2 separate regions of the Mus musculus genome follow, and region 2 is linked to region 1. A link is a contact called in public HiChIP or PLAC-seq data. All regions are on one chromosome and are shown on one strand. The core of a region is the stretch at or near the end of the contact, and the rest is flanking DNA. Distances in the headings are between cores, read along the strand shown.

The links. HiChIP or PLAC-seq counts read pairs in DNA pulled down with a chosen protein or histone mark.
Region 2: a contact with region 1 is called in a FOXA1 HiChIP or PLAC-seq map of pancreatic cancer cells. The contact joins the promoter of Celsr2 here to the promoter of Gstm5 in region 1. A contact is called at or near these places in 2 of 115 datasets of contacts at active chromatin or transcription factors (bone marrow-derived macrophages and pancreatic cancer cells).

Annotation. Positions count from the first base shown.
Region 1 is chr3:107,893,976-107,897,424 of GRCm38.p6, reverse strand. Gstm5 (glutathione S-transferase, mu 5) reads right to left here and starts at 1,571. Exons shown (of 8, transcript NM_010360.2): 1 at 1,427-1,571; 2 at 1,052-1,127; 3 at 735-799; 4 at 56-137. The coding sequence starts at 1,471. It overlaps 4933431E20Rik (RIKEN cDNA 4933431E20 gene), which reads left to right and starts at 1,212. Exons shown (of 3, transcript NR_015459.1): 1 at 1,212-1,782; 2 at 3,197-3,374.
Region 2 is chr3:108,413,953-108,417,192 of GRCm38.p6, reverse strand. Celsr2 (cadherin, EGF LAG seven-pass G-type receptor 2) reads left to right here and starts at 1,614. Exons shown (of 34, transcript NM_017392.4): 1 at 1,614-3,240. The coding sequence starts at 1,699. Gm52630 (a long non-coding RNA gene) reads right to left here and starts at 1,172. Exons shown (of 3, transcript XR_003954680.1): 1 at 1,036-1,172; 2 at 524-743; 3 at 104-374.

The sequences.
Region 1 (3,449 bases), core at 322-2,821:
CAACCTCCAGGTGAGCCAACTGCCTCCTCCCTCCTATCCCCTTCAGCCCACTCACACATGTTGTGCTTGCGTGCGATGTATCTCAGGATGGCGTTACTCTGGGTGATCTTGTTCTTCCCGTCCATGAGGTAGGGCAGCTAGAAGGGGAAAGTTAATGTGAACCTAGTCCTCCAGGACCGCCACTCCTCTGGAAAAGAGAAGACTTGCAAGGTGTGTGAGAGTAGAAGCCAGGAGAAATAACTAAATAAATAGAAAGTAGCACTGGGTCCTCACCTGACTCTAGACAAGGGTGCTTAATCCTGTGTGTCACTGTGAATGTATGTGTGGCATATAGACGTTTAAAAAGCAAAATGTAAATATTTTATACCTTAAAGTATGTAAAAGTAGGGTGATTATGGATACATTTAAAAAAAAAATAGGTGTTTTAACAACCAGGACACATGAGGATACATTTAGGATACCATGAAAATACCTGGAATCTATCAGTGATAAAGTCACAGACCTGGCTATCAACTCATGTCTCTTATAGCCTGCCTTTAAGAGGAGAATATTAGTGTTTCTCAGACGTTAGTAGGAAATAAAATGTTATTCTCAGTTCTGTTCAATGACCCTTGAATTCTATCCATTCTATAAACGTGAAGAGTCTCTATCTAGATGCTCCCAAGCCAGAGATGAAGTGAAAACAGATACACTTGAAGGCCTTCCCTTCTGCCCACTCCTCCAAAACCACCTACGTTAGGAAAGTCCAGATCTAGCTTGAATTTCACGTCCAGCCATTGGCTTCTATCATAGTCAGGAGCTGTAAGAGAGAAGTGGGACCCAAGCCCGTTACCGACCTAGCTGAGACTTAGACCTGTTATCTCAAGTTCCCAATCCCCAAAAACTAACCCTTGAGTTTCTGCAAAGATGGGCCTGAACAGCAAGAGATAACTCTATGGGCCTCTCTTGGCAAAGTTCCCAGCTTACAGGAGCAGGGGGTCCCACACCATCTTGGTGTGGTACAACCCTCTGGGTAAAAAACAACTGTAGCGCACCCACAGACATTCATTACCTTCCCCACAGATGTACCGTTTCTCCTCATAGCTGGTATCAGTAAACTCCAGAAGCATGCGGATAGCATGAGCCAGCTAAAAGCAGGGGATGGAGAAAGACCCCGGTCAGCGCGCCTGCGCAGTGCCCACTTGCTCGCAGGCCCCCTCCGTCAATGTCCCCAACCCAACGCTGCCAAGCTCCTGCGTCCTGTCCAGGGAAATTGTCCTTAGGCAGCCCCTTCGCTCACGCCCGGGAACTTCCAGTACCTTATTCCTCTACCCACAGTCCTGGGGACCCCATAGGTAGGCTGGAGATCGGCCCACCGGCCCCTGACCCCCGCCCGGCCGCCTGCACCTCTCTGTCCCAGAGGCTGGGCTGGCGAGGGACCACTCACCCCGCGGATATCCCAGTAACCCAGAACCATAGACTTGGATGACATTTTGGGCGATCTTAGCCCCTTCGGGGATACAGCGATGGACTGTGGGCGGCTAACTTTATACTGGACGCTGTGGGCCGGGCTGACGCGACCGAACTGTCTCCTCCTCTCTCGCTCTATGCTCCACCCGCCCTCCGCGTGGTCAGTGGGCGGTGCGCAGGCGCAGCTGCTGCGGCTCCTGAAATCCTCCGGTGTGAACTTCTCCCAGGGCTGTTGATGCTTCATCTACTCTTCTGGCAGTGGGGGCCTGGACCTTAGTTACCCGGGAAGCGTGAGTCATGTTGCACAGTTGAGCTGGCACATAAAACTACGAGGTAGGAAACGATTCAGGTATAAGGTACTTTGGGGATAGAAACATTTTCTATGTAAGATACAAATGGCTCTGTGAAGACTGAGGGAGGCTGGGGACACTAAACAGGTCCACTGTGAAAAAGGATAGGTCATGCACATTGGAAATGCCTCAAAGGACACTCCAGGAAAGAGGAGGGTAGAGCAAACACCGAAAGGTGACAAATAGCTATGCAAGATAAACAGCAGGTGCTGTCGAGTTAGGCTGGTTTATGGGAGGAGTCAAAACATTAAGCATTTGGGGCAGGTTGCAAAGGGTATGGACAGCCAGACAGACAGAGGGTGTGAGTGTTTTCTCTCTGCTCTGTGGGGAGTGTATAGGATCTAGATCATAATGTTCACTAGCAGTATAATGCAAGACAGACATATGATTGTTTTTAAATGGTTTGCTTCTAGTTTTTTTTTTTTTAAGGAGGCAATGAATCCATAGTATACTTACGTAGCCCAATATATACTGTTTCAGAATGTAGTATGAAAATTATTGAGATGTCTTCTATTTTTTTGTTTTAGTACCTTACATTTAAAACACAACTCCACTAAGGGTAACCTCATCTTTTAAAAAAGATTTATTTATTCATTTTATATATGTGAGTATACTGTCGCTCTCTCTCTTCAGTCACACCAGAAGAGGGCATTGGATCCCACTATAGACTGTTGTGAGCCACCTTGTGGTTGCTGGGAATTGAACTCAGGACCTCTGGAAGAGCAGTTGGTGCTCTTAACTGCTGAGTCATCTCTCCAGCCCCAGGTAACCTCATTCTGATGCTCAGGATCCACAAGTTAGTCGGAAAATGATAAGCATATTGTGGAGTAAAACAGCACAAAAGGGGAAAGGCCCCTTGCGGGTGGGACCATCCCTGGGCTGGGTGTCTTGGGTTCTATAAGAGGGCAGGCTGAGCAAGCCAGGGGAAGCAAGCCAGTAAGGAACAGCCCTTCATGGCCTCTTCATCAGCTCCTGCTTCCTGACCTGCTTGAGTTCCAGTCCTGACTTCTTTCAGTGATGAACAGCAATGTGGAAATGTAAGCTGAATAAACCCTTTCCTCCCCAACTGCTTCTTGGTCATGATGTTTGTGCAGGAATAGAAATCCTGACTAAGACACCAGGCCTCCCGGAGCCCCAAGTCTGGGTGTGGGAAATTATGTCTCCCCGTTAGTTTAACTGACTCAAACTTCAGACTTTGTAAAAGGACATTTTTCTAAAATAAAGAAGAAATGGTACAGAGACATGTGACTGTATAATGCCTGGGTTGATTCCTCCCAAGAAAACAAAAGCCAGCAACAAATTAACTTGAGCCACGAGTCTAAAACTTCTAGAGTAGTCTAAGTATTCTACTTGTTTCATGATATATCCCAATTCAGGCTAAATAACTTTGTGATTAGGTGTTCTGCCCAGTTTATAGAACAAGGAATTGAAGCTTGGAGAAGATTGATGGACCACTCAAGTTCCCTGGATGGTCCAGGATGCAGACTGAGGATGGCCTAAAACATTAGTTTTGCTGGCTCCCTGTGCTTGGCTAACTTTAGAGCCTCTTACCTTGCCACAGTCTTTTCTATGAAGGTAGGTGAACACTGGGGTAGAGCACATTTTTTTTCCTAATCCTATAGATTTCCCCTGGTTTTCAGCTTTAAGATG
Region 2 (3,240 bases), core at 365-2,864, 520 kb before region 1:
CCCAGCTTTCTAATGTGGGTGCTGGGAATCCAGACTCAGCTCGGTGGGGTCTCTCTACCCACTCAGCTATCTCCTCAGACCATATCATCACCTCCCTCGAGACTTCTGAAAATCCATTACTTTATTCAAGTCCCTCACTCTAGGAAAGGTCGCACATAGCTAGCATGTGAGAGTGGCCTCCTCTCTCATACAATCTGACATCCCTCATTGCTCAGGGTATGAGAGGAAGAAGCCCTCTGGCTTGCCCAGCCTCACTCTTCCCGGTTCTTTGGTCCCAACATCTTGTGTGAACTCCACTTATGGGAAGATTCATCAGTTCTTCATACCCCTTCCAGAAGGTTCTGGGGTGGCATTCCATGAAGGGCTCAGTAGTCCTGTGCAATGGACAGGGCCATTTGCTAGTTACAAAGCCGCGGGTAGGAGGAGGACAGCAGTTGGACATTGATCTAGGAGGGAGGAGGGATAAAGAAAAAGGAACACGTCCTAAGGTCCAGGAAGCTTGGGCCCTCTGGAACCAACTCACCCTGGCCCTAGGAATCTGGTAGTGTTAGTGCTCTTGCTGCTTTGGACATTCTGGTTCACTTCCCCTGACCTGACATGTGGTACCCAAGATGTATCCCAAATGAGCTTAGGGGTCCTTTTGTCCAAGATATCCAAGTGAGAGCACGACTTCTGGTATCTGGGGGAGACTTTGTAGTGTCGAGCGAAGTCGAGCAAAGTCGTCTTTACTTCTGACCCGGGACCTGTAGGATGGGGCAGCAATGAGGGCTTTCAGGGATGGTAAGACTGGAAAGTTGTCTGTCTGTCTGTCTGTCTGTCTGTCTATATCCACCCACCTCCCACCCCCTGGTCACCTCCTGCAGACATTAAGACTGTTTTGAAAGAGCGCTAGCCATAGAATTTTACAAGAGTATCAATTCCCTGTGTGGCTTCTGATTGTTCATTCCTCTTTAAGCTGTAGAAGGGATCCAGAAATGGAAAGGAGCAAGTCTGATGTGCTGGGAAGAAAAATTCTACCAGAGGCGGGAATCTTACTTAGAGCCGCCATGCAGAAGAGGGCGCTGGGTGGGGCCCACCTCCTCGGCGCGTTGGGCGTCGCCGCTTTAAGACCGCGGCGGCGCGAGCAGGTCTATGGTAATGAGCCGCCGCCACCACCGCCGCTGCTCTGCAGAGCTCGCCCGCCCGCCCGGGAGGCGAGGGAACGCGGGTCTGGGCCCGGGACCCCGGCGACCGGTAGCTGCCGCGGCGGGGACGCAGGGCGCGAGCGGGTGGCGCAGGGCCATCGTTGGCAGCCGGGCCCGGGCCGGAGCGTGAGGCTCCGCAGACGCAGGTGGGCGACCTTACGCGGGCGGAGGGGACATTCTGGGGCTCGGGACCGGGGGACCCGGCAGAGCCAGAGATCCTCGCGGCCCGCGGGCGCAGGTAGAGAACGCTCAGAGCGCAGGTGGAAGCGCAGCGTGAACCCGCAGTGGTCGCGGCGACTCGGGAGCGGGCCCGGCTTCGAGAGTGGTGGGAGCCCGGCGCATCGTGGGCTAAGAGCGCGGCCCCGCCGAGCCATCTGGGTGCAGGCCCAGTGGGACGTACAGGTGGCCCCCGGGGACCCGCGCCCCGGCCCGGGCATGAGGCGCGGCGGGGCCGGCAGGAGCCGGAGGAAGAGCCGCCGCGGCTGTTGACCCGGCTGGCCGGGAACAGGGAGAGATGCGGAGCCGGGCTGCCAGCGCCCCCCTCCCAACGCCGCTGCTGCCGCTGCTACTGCTGTTGCTGCTGCTGCCACCGTCGCCACTACTGGGAGATCAAGTGGGGCCCTGTCGTTCTCTGGGATCCGGGGGACGCAGCTCCTCTGGGGCCTGCGCCCCCGTGGGCTGGCTCTGCCCAGCCTCTGCTTCGAACCTCTGGCTCTACACCAGCCGCTGCAGAGAATCGGGCATTGAGCTGACCGGCCACCTGGTGCCCCACCACGATGGCCTGAGGGTTTGGTGTCCAGAATCAGGGGCTCATATCCCTCTTCCGCCATCCTCTGAAGGCTGCCCCTGGAGCTGTCGTCTCCTGGGTATCGGAGGACACCTTTCTCCACAAGGCACGCTGACCCTGCCTGAAGAGCACCCTTGCTTAAAGGCCCCACGGCTCAGATGCCAGTCTTGCAAGCTGGCACAGGCCCCAGGGCTCAGGGCTGGGGAAGGCTCACCAGAGGAATCTCTGGGTGGGCGCAGGAAAAGGAATGTGAATACAGCTCCCCAGTTCCAGCCTCCCAGCTACCAGGCCACAGTGCCTGAGAACCAGCCTGCTGGTACCTCTGTTGCATCCTTAAGAGCCATTGATCCAGATGAGGGTGAGGCGGGTCGACTTGAGTACACCATGGATGCCCTCTTTGATAGCCGCTCCAATCATTTCTTCTCCTTGGACCCAATCACCGGTGTTGTCACCACAGCTGAGGAGCTGGATCGGGAGACCAAGAGCACCCACGTCTTCAGGGTCACTGCACAGGATCACGGTATGCCCCGACGGAGTGCCTTGGCCACGCTTACCATCTTGGTGACCGACACCAACGATCACGACCCTGTTTTTGAGCAGCAAGAGTACAAGGAGAGCCTCAGGGAGAACCTGGAGGTTGGCTATGAGGTGCTTACAGTCAGGGCCACCGACGGCGACGCCCCTCCCAATGCCAACATTCTGTACCGCCTGCTGGAGGGGGCCGGAGGCAGCCCCTCAGACGCCTTTGAGATCGATCCTCGCTCGGGGGTGATCCGAACCCGCGGCCCTGTAGACCGGGAGGAAGTGGAATCCTACAAGTTAACAGTGGAGGCGAGTGACCAGGGCCGGGACCCAGGCCCGCGGAGTTCCACAGCCATTGTTTTCCTGTCGGTGGAGGATGATAATGACAACGCCCCCCAGTTTAGCGAGAAGCGTTATGTGGTCCAGGTGCGGGAGGATGTGACCCCAGGAGCCCCAGTTCTCCGAGTCACCGCCTCCGATAGAGACAAGGGCAGCAATGCCCTAGTGCACTACAGCATCATGAGTGGCAATGCTCGGGGCCAGTTCTATCTGGATGCTCAGACTGGAGCCCTGGATGTGGTAAGCCCACTCGACTATGAGACAACCAAAGAGTATACGCTTCGGATCCGGGCTCAGGACGGTGGCCGTCCTCCACTCTCCAATGTCTCTGGCCTAGTAACAGTGCAAGTCCTAGACATCAACGATAACGCCCCCATCTTTGTCAGCACCCCTTTCCAGGCCACCGTC